Regions from separate parts of the Mus musculus genome. Here region 1 is linked to region 2. The links are chromatin contacts, called in public capture Hi-C maps. All regions are on one chromosome and are shown on one strand. The core of a region is the stretch at or near the end of the contact, and the rest is flanking DNA. Distances in the headings are between cores, read along the strand shown. Region 1 holds the start of Cntf (ciliary neurotrophic factor). Region 2 holds the start of Dtx4 (deltex 4, E3 ubiquitin ligase).

What was found. Capture Hi-C pulls out chosen DNA fragments and counts their contacts.
Region 1: a contact with region 2 is called in a capture Hi-C map of macrophages, with 6 times the contacts expected there. A contact is called at or near these places in 18 of 39 promoter capture datasets (the 3T3-L1 cell line, 3T3-L1-derived adipocytes, the C10 cell line and 12 more), 10 of 484 Hi-C or Micro-C datasets (B cells, CD8 T cells, the G1E-ER4 cell line and 6 more), 7 of 130 datasets of targeted methods (astrocytes, bone marrow-derived macrophages, embryonic stem cells and 4 more) and 3 of 9 other capture datasets (adipose tissue, liver and macrophages).

Annotation. Positions count from the first base shown.
Region 1 is chr19:12,764,245-12,770,690 of GRCm38.p6, forward strand. Cntf (ciliary neurotrophic factor) reads right to left here and starts at 1,388. Exons shown (of 2, transcript NM_170786.2): 1 at 1,037-1,388; 2 at 1-136. The coding sequence starts at 1,150. It overlaps Gm44505 (predicted readthrough transcript (NMD candidate), 44505), which reads right to left. Exons shown (of 13, transcript NR_024093.1): 11 at 5,933-6,305; 12 at 1,037-1,162; 13 at 1-136. Zfp91 (zinc finger protein 91) reads right to left here. Exons shown (of 11, transcript NM_053009.3): 11 at 2,695-6,305. The coding sequence ends at 5,795.
Region 2 is chr19:12,498,508-12,504,968 of GRCm38.p6, forward strand. It overlaps Dtx4 (deltex 4, E3 ubiquitin ligase), which reads right to left and starts at 3,489. Exons shown (of 9, transcript NM_172442.3): 1 at 2,500-3,489. The coding sequence starts at 2,710.

The DNA.
Region 1 (6,446 bases), core at 138-2,637, 260 kb after region 2:
GGAAGGTACGGTAAGCCTGGAGGTTCTCTTGGAGTCGCTCTGCCTCAGTCATCTCACTCCAGCGATCAGTGCTTGCCACTGGTACACCATCCACTGAGTCAAGGCTGATATTTTTATTCAGGCCTTGATGTTTTACCTGGCCAAGGATATAGCAAAACATATGTTCCATATCATCTCAATTTCCTTCTTCAATCACAAATACAATTTCCTTGACTTTCATAGTCAGTGATCCAAGTTGTTAAGAAAATGCTTAGAATGGAAACCCTTCATATGGGGAGTCCTGATCCCACAGCACTGCCTGAATTTCCCTATGCCCACTGTCCACTCTCAAGGTGAAATCAATCCTTTAGAATACAGCTGGCTTTTATGTCCATCTCTTTGGACACTGAGTCTCATAACTGGCAAGGCTTTTCAAAAGTTTTCAATTCTTAGAGAACTTAAATTTATAACTTTGATCAGAGGCCTGGGATATTACCACAGCAGGTCTTTTAGACAGTGGCCTTTTATGAGAAAACAAGCCCAGAACTGTGGTTAATTTGACATTTTTCTCAAGACTTTTTGGCAGATCTATTTAGTCACAAGTAGTCTAATATGTAGTACTAAAATAAAAGTAGCTTATACTATACAGAGGGCAACTATACATTTCTCTAAAACCCCATATAGTTTTTCTTATCCTGTAATCTTTTTATTTCTAAGGTTCAAAAATTATATGAAGAACCTATGACTTAGAAAACCTATTGTCTACCCTGGTAGGATTCAGAAAAAAGGCAACCAAATAATGTATATTCTCACTTAAGGAAGGACCTGTCCACCTTAAACAGGCTGGATGAAGACAGTAAGGTTGTGTGAATTTTCTCAAGGGAAAGAACATGTCAAATTATAGGTGCTTAATATATGAATGACTAGGGAGCTATACCATAAATACACACACACTAGTGTTTTCGTAACCGGTTATGGGGTTGGAACATGATGGTTAAGAGTTGGGCTAGAAGACTTGAAAACAGACAACCAGACAAAAGCAAAATAGACAACTTACATAAGATTCCATAAGAGCAGTCAGGTCTGAACGAATCTTCCTTGCTAGCCAGATAGAGCGGCTACAGAGGTCCCGGCGGTGAAGGGTCAGAGGTGATTGCTCTGCGAAAGCCATCCCCTAAATCAACTGTCCCAGGAAACAAGTGAGCTGGTTTGCTTCTGTCTTCACTAGTCCAAATAAGAAATGTGACTCCCACAGACTAAATCTACTGGGCATTCTCTAATGGGATTGTGCACCCCCATCCCCACCCCCTGCCTGACTCAGAGGTGGCAGCAAATTCCTGGCTGTGGATTTTGTGCCTGTGGAATCAAAGGGCCCTTTTAATCAGTCTTTTTTTTTTTCCCTCGAAGCGTCTGCCTTCATCTCTCCTCCACTCAGTACTTAGCACTTGTTTTTATGTCATTGTTTTGCTTTTGTACTTAGCAACAAGGTCACTATCACGCTAATCCTCCTGACACCCACCCCTGCCTAATGTAGTCTAGTATTTACACATATAATTTGATTTTACTCTTCTGTTTTCCATGCTCACTGTATTTTAATTTGTTTTATCCTGGCAAAATATAGTATTGAAATAGGTGTCACTTATTAAATGAGTCAGATACTATGCTACACATTTAAACTTCATTGGAATCTTGAGTAATCCTGGGCTGAACATTAGTCTTGGGGGTAGTTTTCTCATTTGATGTCTTTTATCTAAGAAATTAATACAATAAACTAGATTCGTATTTCTGCATTGGTCTTTGGCTTTATTTCCCCCCACCTCACACTGACTTTACAATTTCTTTGGGTAGCTCATGATATGTGCAAGAAACAGAGACTATGTGATACAGGTCATTTATAGCCATCTTTCCGTTCCCATTATCTGTAAGGTTTAGACTTGTTTAAAAATTAGCTAAAGGAGCATCTCTAGTCTCAACCATGGGGCCTTCCTGGTAGCTACAGGATGTGGAAGGCACTGTTTAGGCCTGTTCTCTCCCAAAGGAAACACCCAACCCAAACTTGGTAACATTTCTCAGGCACTTTCACTCAAGTGACAACATGCTTCTTTTTCTTACCAGTCCCAGTCATTCGCCATGCTTAGCAAGGTAATGAACAAGGCTTTGAAATGAAGACAAAAGAGTTAAAAAGGTCTTACAGACCTGTCATTCTATTGTACTGCACTTAGTGGGTGAAGTTAATAGGCTCAAGTTTCAAAGTTTCAACCCGAAATAGGTCAGTGAAGTCAATGTCCCCATTTTATATCACAGATTTTGCCAAGAAGTTCAAACACTTGCCACCTCAGTAGCAAATTGACATAGGTGAGAAATGGCTGCCATAGAACTTTTTAGCAAGGTTGAATTATGTTTTCTTTTTTTAAAGTTAGAACTTGACATAAAAGCTTTGGTAAGAAGCACTGGTCTTAAATGCAACCACGGTTTTGTCATTGTCAGAGTAAACTGTACTTCACAGTATCCTTAACATCCCCTAGAAAGCAACCAAAACACCCTTTGGAGTCTGCCAAACACAGAGCTACAAGGCCTCTCTGCATTAGAAGCCCTCCCAACTCTTAACAAAGAGCAAATAGCACCATACAAAAGGGGCATGTTTTCCTCATTTAGCAGCATCAACTGTTTTATCCTCGCATGACTAACTCAGTACAACCAAGGAAGACCAGTTGCTTCCAGGAAGACAACTTTTATTTTTCTTCTTTACATACTTATTTTGAAATGATTACCTAGATTAAAAGGAAACAAGATTTTAAAAGCAAAGTATCCCTTTTATTATAATTTTTTTCTTTTACATAACTTTTAAACCTAGATCAAGTAACCAGCTATCTCTCATCACAGGAAAAGGGTCCTGCACATTTCAACAGGCAAAAAGTCTCAGGAGATATAACTGCCCCATTACAATTTCCCGATTTTCTTGAGTATACTGGAAAATTGATAGAAAGAAAGGCAGGAAACTAGCCCTGCAGCAAGGCTGTAAGACCTCACTTAGGTTGTTGGTATATAGTTAGTTGATTTTCTTCCTCTGAACAGGTACAAGGGAGGTCCAAGTGCTCTATGCTGATGTTTTCTCTGCTCATTCCCAGGACTCCCAGCCAGTGTCTGACTAAACCCTGTAAAATGTGTTAGGGTCTAATTATGCAAAATACGCTAGCAATGCAAGCAAGGAGGGTACACAACTCCCAGAAATACCAAGTAATTATCATAACTATATACCTAAGAATTTAGAATTGCCAATTGAAGATGGAGGTATGACTTAAAAGATAACAAACCATCAGTATGAATTAACTATTTTCAAAACTAAAAGGACTCCTTCGAAGGACAATTAAATGACTGGCATGGGAAAAAAGAAAAGGGTAGGGGCTTAGTTTGCTCATACACTTTTATTATACTAGCACTAGCTCTCAAAAGGAATAGGAAGTTCATGAAAAATTTATTGCAAACTGCTAAAAAAACTTATTGCCAACAGAGAGCAGCTAAGATGACCGAGCCCCCTTTCAGCCCCACCCCAACCCCATGAGAGGACAGGAAGTTTCTAAGTTTTAGAACTAGTTGCTTTTATGGGGAGGAGAGCGAAGTACAGAAAAGAACATATTTTTCCCCATCCCAGAAAAGTGAGATGTTTTCAATGCAGTTTGTTTTTCTGTGGGTGGCTCTATCTAATTTATTGGAGACATTCTAAATGTGAAAAACAAAGGGTAAGTGTAGGACACAGATACTAGATAAACAGCGTCAAGAGGAGCAAAGTTTGCTGCAGATCCATTTTTAATTCCTCTTAAAGTGTTTTCAAATCTATGCAATGTACCAAGGTCAACTGCAACTCTGCAGGGCAGAAAAGCCTGTCTTCATGCCTTTTCTCCCCTCACATGGAGGGGTGGCTAAGTCTGCAACACTCTAGAGGAAACAATAATGTGTTTAAGATTGTTCCTGTAGGTGTCTTCCTCCCTCTCCCTGGCATCCCAACCACCGACATAGGTGGGTGTATAGTAAGCGTCTTTCAGAGATGACATTTTGCTATTCTCCTTTTGGGGGGAAAAAAAAATCAAGCAGAGAAAATTTGATAAACTCCACAGTTTTAGTGTTTGTGAAAAACAAGCTGTTCCTTATTTTGTTCTCAAACTCTTATTTTTCCCAATAGTCATCATGTGTTGCTGACAACAACTGGCCCAGTCTTCAATGGCTGATTCTGAAGTACACAGGGAAGAACTGCACTCCTAATTTTCAAAAAATGAGCTGAATTAGGGTTTTAGTCTTTTGAGAGGTAGAAGCATGTAAAAATATGATCCGTGTCTCCCAGTGACAGTAATTTTAATGCCACAGGGCATTAAAATCTCTACTCAGAGGAAAACAGATAATTCTGGGGAAAGCCAAAAAACATTATCGTATAGATTTTTACTTTTGTTTTTGTCTATTGAAGCTTTGTCTCTTCTAAAGAGGAGATAAGACAGAAGAGTTTACTCTTAACCAAATCTCTAGAACTTTTAGATTGTGTTCCTTCATGAATGACAGGGTCCGGTCTTCCACTGAGAGCTGGAATGACCAATAACAAAATCAAAACAAGGGGCCAGCAGGGATATATATGCAAAGAAGATAAATTCACAGAAGAAAATTTTTTATGTGTGATTTAGACCTTGACCAACATTCCTCATCCCCTCAAAATTCTTGTATCTCAAATGCTCTTAAAAATCTCAAAGAGCACACTAGTTACCACAAACCTATCAAACTTCCCTAAGGCTTCCAAAAAAGCACTAGGCTATTGTAGTGATTCTGTTAGTGCTGGGGACCAGCTTACTTTAAAGGCCACTGGAGAACTATGATTTTAGAGGCTGGCTGTGCTTCTTCAACTCTAAGCCTTGCCTTCAAAGTACCTCTTGTAGGAAGGATCCCATGTCAGAATAATCTACTCTCCCAGCCCCACAAAACATAGCAACAAAGACCCTCCCCCCCAAAAAATCAGACTTTCCATTAATAAATAAGGAATCTCAGGTTCCACAACACAAAACACACATGTTCAAAGTGCAAATTTCTGCCATTAGCCTGGGACTTTTCTCACTGACACAGAGCCCTATCTTTCAGCCAGAAACAGAGGTCAGTCCCCTCTCTTGGGAGCCTGCTTCCAAGCAAGTGAGCACCATTAAGAGCATTATGGAGGTTCAGGAGTGGGGGGAACTGAGGTGCTGGGATCCATTGAAAGGGAGGGAGGTGGTCCCCATGTATCCTTCCTTCCCCAAACCCAGTGAGTAATGGAAGAGGGGTGAGAGATGTGTGCTGTTTTAACAGCATCCTGCCAAGGAGCCCTAAAGTGCCAAGTCAAGCTGCCAGCCTCCGGAAAATAGAATTATATAATATTTGAGGGTAAGTGTTGGTTGTTGCAGTGGGAAGAAGCCAGAGCCATAGGGCAGTAGTAGAGGAGAAAAGATTTAGATGATAGTAATATACTATTATGAGTTCAAAGCTGATCCAGAGCACATCAGAGTTATAGGCTGAGAAAAAGGAGATTTGCCAATGAGCAGGAAGTCTGCTGCTGGCTGGAACCTAGCATGTTGCTGCTTTTTCATCAACCTTTCTGGTAAAGGCTACATCAATATTTTAAGGATGAGGAAGGGGAGTTCAGGGAATGGGGATGGTGTGTGTGTGTGTTGTGATCCACAATGCAAAGAGCAGGCCCTTCAGTTATTTTACTAGATTTTTAAATGCTTTAAATTTTTTTTGTCCTTTTTATCTTTTAAATACAAAGTCTGCACTGTCCCAGTGCCCAAAGTCTTCCTTTGCACTAGGGTCCAGTAGAGTCTGTATCTTCAATCAGAACCTCTGTGGTAGCACCGAGTATATCCGAGTTCATGACCAGCCCTTCAGTGCCCCCACTGCTGCCACTTCCCACAAAGATCTTCCCGTCAGCCATAAGGCTCACCCGTTCTGTCCCACTGCAGTATGACTTTGACATCCCTTCAGCTTCTAGCAGTAGGCACTCTCCAGCTGTTGAGTTTCCCAAGGGCTCAGGAAGAAGAGGAAGCCCCTGACCATCTGCAGGCTGTGTCAGGGGCTCTGGGTTAGTGCCCAAGATATCTGTGCTGGTGATGAGGGCGCCCGCATTGGCTGCCAGAGCTTCTGCAATCAGCACCTCAGGGTGGCTTTTTGCTTTGTGTGCCACTACACTGTCCTTCTTCTCAAATTTTTTGCCACAGATATTGCAAGAAAACTGGTAGAAGGAGTCTGCATCATGTTTCTTCATGTGCCAATTAAGAGATGCTTTTTGTCGACAAGTAAATCCACAGATCTCACATCTAAAGGAAATCCAAAAGTAAATCATCAATCAGAGGATCTTAAGGGCCAGGTGAGAACTGAAAAACTTACATATCCATACAATACTTAGGAAGGATTAGGAAATCTAACTAAAAAAATTAATTTTTTTTTTTATGTTTAAG
Region 2 (6,461 bases), core at 2,239-4,738:
AGAGCTGACATGAAAGAATTCTAATGTTCATTTATAAGCTCTCTGGCAGGCACAGCCTTTCTAGGAATTTAGCCCCATGCCTTCAGCACCCTAGCCTAGCACTCAACATAGGGGAAGTAGATACCTAGGAAAGTGATCTTGATGTAGGAAAGAGGGGGTGAAACCAAAGAAGTATGAATGTGAAACACACAAATGCAATCTTTAAAAAGAATTAAGGCCAGAGGAGGTGGTGAACATCTGTAATCCTAGCACTGGGGGTGAGGGGCTGAGACAGGTAGCTGGCCAGTTTGGGGGCAACCAGAATAAATACTTAGACCATATTTTTTTAGAAGGGGTGTAGATGCAGAAGAAACAGCTCAGTGGCAGAGTAGTTGCCTAGGATCACGGCTATTCTCAGATGCAGACATAAAACAGAAGCAGATCCAACACCACGTGACCTGCTATAACTACTAGGCAATAGGTACCTGACCTTCAACAAGTGCTACTAGCAGCCAGACCCTGGGACAGAGAGTCTGTCACTCATTCTATGTTCTCCAGAACTTCACTTCTGTCAAGAGCAACTTCTACATCATGGATGCTCTTAGGTCTATCTATGGTCATCTGAGAGAACCCCATTAAGTCACAGGTTAAGCCTCCAACTTCCTAACAATGGGGCAGAGGATGGGAGCCAGTCCATTACTAGCCTAGCTCTCCATATGCTGCACAGATTTAGTCTGAAATAGAAGAGCTAAATTGCTGTTTTATTTTGAGCAGGCCTGGAACTCTGTCAGGTGGTCTGTTGATCCCACCTCCAGGGCTCAGCTGCTCCCCCCGCACCCCCCCCCACACCCACCCCACACTCTCTACCATGCATCACTTCCAGATCCTCCACCAAATACACAATGGGCATCTCCTTCTTCCTCTGAGGTTACATTTAATCCTTTCTCCCCATCTCCCAACATTTCTACTTATTTTCTCTTCTTCTCTGTCTCTCAGCTCCTCTTCCCTGCTTTTTCTATCAAAGTTCCAGCCAACCAGATGTTAAACTTCTGGAACTTTTTTCCCCCCTCCAGAAAGGTTTCCTCTATTGGCCATGGTCATACAATTCTTGGCAAAGAGGTTGCTCAGAGTTACGACTACAGATCACAAGAGTGAGGGACTGCACCTCTTTCCCATGACAATCCCAATTAGCACACAGGATGTGAAGGCTTTCCTAGGAAGCTACGGGGGACCTGTCCAGCAGCTGTTCCCTGAGTCACAGGGCCCTCCTCCTCCTCCTCTTCTCCTCTTCTCCCCCCCCCCCTCCCCCCCACACCTGCTCCAGGCTCTGCAGTTACACCCTTGGGACAGGCTAGCCAGAATTCCAGAAATGACCCCACCCACCCCCCAATTGAAGAGATTACTGTATGGAGACGGAAACTTGTCCCAAGTCATCAGTTAAGCCGGGACAAACTAGACCCAAAGAAGAGAGCAGCACCCTTGCTTTTCTTCTCTCTCCAGTATCTCCCAACCCTCACTCTAACGTAACCTATAGAGCTCCCTTCCTTGCTAGGATCTGGAAGAGCTACACGGCTGCGAGATTTGCGGCAGACCTAGTGGCAACTTAATTTTTATGGAGTTTAGTGCCTTGGGAGGTCAGAGTGGTGGCTCCTGTTTGCTATTTTAAGCAAAAAACCTAAGGACAGTTTCTTCTTAGCCTTTCTTCTTCTCTTGCTGCCTCCCTCCGTCCCTCCTCCTCCTCCTCCTCCTCCTTCTCTATGGACAAAGGGAGCAGCTTCCCTGCCAGGCATTCCAGAGCCCAATCCTCCCGCCTCCTCTCTCCATCTGCTCTGGCCTGTTGCTTCAGTGCTTGGAGTGTACAAGCAGAGGCATCTGCGGATGCCACCACATCCAGGATGCTCCAGTCCTGGAACCCATGCTCCACTCTCTCCCAGTATTGTCCCAGCCCTTTCATACAATAGACAGTAATTGGAGACTGGGGATCCCTTTGCCTCCCCAAGTCTCTTACCCAGGAGCTGACAGTGGGAAGGCTGGGTCCCTAGAAGAGGGCCATATAGACATTAAAGTTGAAAGGGGGTGGGGGGTGGGGGCAAGTGTATGTTAGGCCCAAAGGTGCCTGAGGCAAAGCAGGGTGAACTGAGGTGTGAGCAAGTGTGAGCAGGTGTGAGCCAAGAGGTTCAAGTAATGTCTTGCTGAAGAGTCAGCATTTCTTGGGGGGTGGGAGGCGGTTTGCAAAACCCTAGAGTTCTTGCACAAACGGCTACTAGGGGCTGATGGGGGCATAAAGGGGTTCTCCTGCAGCTAGGCTGAGGCTGGGTTGTATAATCAAGACTCTTTAAACTACTTGCAAGGACATTTACTTGGAGGTGGTCTTGGAATCCTGTGAGGACCTAGGGAAGAGAAGCACCTGCCCTCAACACCTATAGCTGATACCAGTGAGCAAAGCTGGCCACTGGGTGGATCACAGCGGACCCACGAGGCGGGAGCTCCTGGGACAGACAAGAGATGTGAATGGCTCACCCGTGTCTTGGCGGAACTGGTTCATGGACTGCAGGTCGATGATGTAGGGCGCGAGCCGGCTGTCCACCTGGCCCAACACCACGCTGCCCCCGGCGCGGGGACCAGCGCGCACCACCGCCTCGATGTGGTGACTCACGGCTGGGCTGTAGGGACGCCAGCGGCCGTGTTCGTTCAGCCATTCCCACACCACCACTGCCGAGGCCAGGAGCATGGCGAGCCCGGGGTTGCGGCGCGGTGCTGCCCACCTCCCGGGCCCGGCCTTCTGCGCTTCCTCCGGCGCCGCCGCCTCCGGGTCTCAACCGCGCCCCCCGGTCTGCGCCCCACCGCTGCGGGAAGCCTCAGCTGCGGCCCATGGGGGAGTCCGCAGCCGCGTAGGCACTGGGACACGGACCCCGGAGCTGCCCGTCTCCGACTGCGCTCCGCCGGGCTCCGCCGCCTCTGCCGCTGCTCCGAGGGGTCCAGCGGCTTCATGCAAAGGCCCGGCCCTGCGCACTCGCCGCCCCGCCTTGCAAAGCCACCCGGGGGCGCGCGGCCCGAGCGCGACGCTGCACCCGCCTCGCACCAGTTGCGCCTCGGGCTCCGCGGGCGCCCGCGTGGATCGCGCCGCACGGTCACGCCCTCCGCCCTCTCTCCGCTTCGAGTAAGCCGACCGCGGTGGCACAGCTCCCCCTCCCTGCGGCTCGGCTCAGTGGCCTCCAGGAGGAGTCGCCCCTCCCGGGCAGAGCGCCAAGGCGAGCTCGCGCCCGCGGAGGCTTCCCTGGTCCCCCAGTCTCGAGAGCACGCGCGCCATCCCGGTCCCAGCTGCCACTGCCAGGACCCAACTTTGCAGCCTGTTCAAATATGGAACTGTCTGTCTGTCTGTTTTCAGCTCAGCACCGGCCGTGTCCGCGGCGTGAGCTCAGAGGCTCGCATCTCCCTACAGCTCGTGCATGCATACGCATTCTCTCTCTCTCTCTCTCTCTCTCTCTCTCTCTCTCTCTCTCTCTCTCTGTCACACACACATACATCCACACCCACACACGCACGCAACACCCCCCACCCACACACACACACACACAGGAATTGCCCCACGCTCTCCTTGTTCTGTCCGTTATTACCTCATCCTCGTCTGCACCGTTCCCTAGCTGTCCATCAAAGATGCAAAAGCCACGCCCCATGGCCACTAGCACCAGCGATCTAGAGCTTCCATGCCCCCTGCTGGTCCAAATCCTCAAGTGCAGGTCAAAGGCCACACACTTGTGACCATCGAGAGCCAGTGCCAAGGGTTCCCTGCGTTTACATAGAGAGAAAAGAAGTTCTTGCTGTCCAATTTTTCTGTTAGAAGACACAAGGTAGACTAATTCATCCTGCAGTGTCTATGTAAATAAAACCATGAGACAGCAGAACAAACGCAAGCTAGACTCGCTCATTTTGATCATCAATGGCTAAAGAGGAAAGTAATATAAAGTGGGTTCTGACTAAGGGGATTGAAGCCTGTATTGCACATTATTGCTTGGCATGGTACATCACACGGGCAACTTCCACACTTGAGAAGCAAGAAGATGGAGAATTTCATGCCACATATCCAGACCAGGTCTCCAAACGAATTAAGTTAGACATTTTAAAGAGAATTATGTATTAACCTTGTCAGAAAACACACACTTTGTTTCTCCGTGGGTGGAACTGCACAATGAATCCGTTCTGACAAAGTGAAGCTGGAATTTGGAGCAATCTTATATTGGTAATGAGATTGTTAATCTTTTTTGGAATGGCTTTTCCATAGTTTCATGTGCTCCTTTTATATTTGAGGAGACAAACAGAAAACCGCTCCTAAGCAGATAAACTAGAAATTTCCAGATAGAGGAAACTTAAACTGGGGAAAGGTGTGGGTGGGTATTAAGAAATATTTAACTGTCTGCTTGCAGGACAAACAGGAAGTAGAAAGAACTAACGTTTACTTTCTGACCATTCTCTTTTGCACTCCGTCTTCTTGTGTCTACCACGATAACACGGCAGGGTAGTATAGTAGAAGTGAAATGAATGACAACACAGGAAAACATTTGCGCCTGGGTAACTTGTTAGAGAGAGTGAATATATAGTAATTAGTTGTGAGTCTGAACAGGTGAGAGGGTGCGCCAGAGAACCTGACAGCTTCTGGAACAGGCAGAAGCACAGAGGCGCTGAGGCAGCACCCTGTGTGGGCCGGGGACAGCTGGCCACCTTCCGGACCGGAGGACAGGTGCCCACCCGGCAGGGGAGGCGGCCTAAGCCACAGCAGCAGCGGTCGCCATCTTGGTCCTGGGACTCCAAGGAACTTAGGAATTTAGTCTGCTTAGGTGAGAGTCTGTACCACCTGGGAACTGCCAAAGCAACACAGTGTCTGAGAAAGGTCCTGTTTTGGGCCTTCTTCTTCGGCCAGGAGGAGGTCCAAATACAAGATATCTGCGCACCTTCCCTGTAAGAGAGCTTGCCAGCAGAGAGTGCTCTGAGCACTGAAACTCAGAGGAGAGAATCTGTCTCCCAGGTCTGCTGATAGACGGTAACAGAATCACCAGAAGAACAATCTCTAAACAGAGTCAACTATAACTACTAACTCCAGAGATTACCAGATGGCGAAAGGTAAACGGAGGAATCTTACTAACAGGAACCAAGACCACTCACCATCACCAGAACCCAGCACACCCACTTCGCCCAGTCCAGGGAACCCCAACACACCTGAGAACCTAGACCTAGATTTAAAAGCATATCTCATGATGATGGTAGAGGACATCAAGAAGGACTTTAATAAATCACTTAAAGAAATACAGGAGAACACTGCTAAAGAGTTACAAGTCCTTAAAGAAAAACAGGAAAACACAATCAAACAGGTAGAAGTCCTTACAGAAAAAGAGGAAAAAACATACAAACAGGTGATGGAAATGAACAAAACCATACTAGACCTAAAAAGGGAAGTAGACACAATAAAGAAAACTCAAAGCGAGGCAACACTAGAGATAGAAACCCTAGGAAAGAAATCTGGAACCATAGATTTGAGCATCAGCAACAGAATACAAGAGATGGAAGAGAGAATCTCAGGTGCAGAAGATTCCATAGAGAACATCGGCACAACAATCAAAGAAAATGGAAAATGCAAAAAGATCCTAACTCAAAATATCCAGGAAATCCAGGACACAATAAGAAGACCAAACGTACGGATAATAGGAGTGGATGAGAATGAAGATTTTCAACTCAAAGGTCCAGCAAACATCTTCAACAAAATTATTGAAGAAAACTTCCCAAATCTAAAGAATGAGATGCATATGAACATACAAGAAGCCTACAGAACTCCAAATAGACTGGACCAGAAAAGAAATTCCTCCCAACACATAATAATCAGAACATCAAATGCACTAAATAAAGATAGAATACTAAAAGCAGTAAGGGAAAAAGGTCAAGTAACATATAAAGGCAAGCCTATCAGAATTACACCAGATTTTTCACCAGAGACTATGAAAGCCAGAAGAGCCTGGACAGATGTTATACAGACACTAAGAGAACACAAACTGCAGCCCAGGCTACTATACCCAGCCAAACTCTCAATTATCATAGAGGGAGAAACCAAAGTATTCCACGACAAAACCAAATTCACGCATTATCTCTCCACGAATCCAGCCCTTCAAAGGATAATAACAGAAAAAAACCAATACAAGAACGGGAACAACGCCCTAGAAAAAACAAGAAGGTAATCCCTCAACAAACCTAAAAGAAGACAGCCACAAGAACAGAATGCCACCTTTAACAACTAAAATAACAGGAAGCAACAATTACTTTTCCTTAATATCTCTTAACATCAATGGTCTCAACTCGCCAATAAAAAGACATAGACTAACAAACTGGCTACACAAACAAGACCCAACATTTTGCTGCTTACAGGAAACTCATCTCAGAGAAAAAGATAGACACTACCTCAGAATGAAAGGCTGGAAAACAATTTTCCAAGCAAA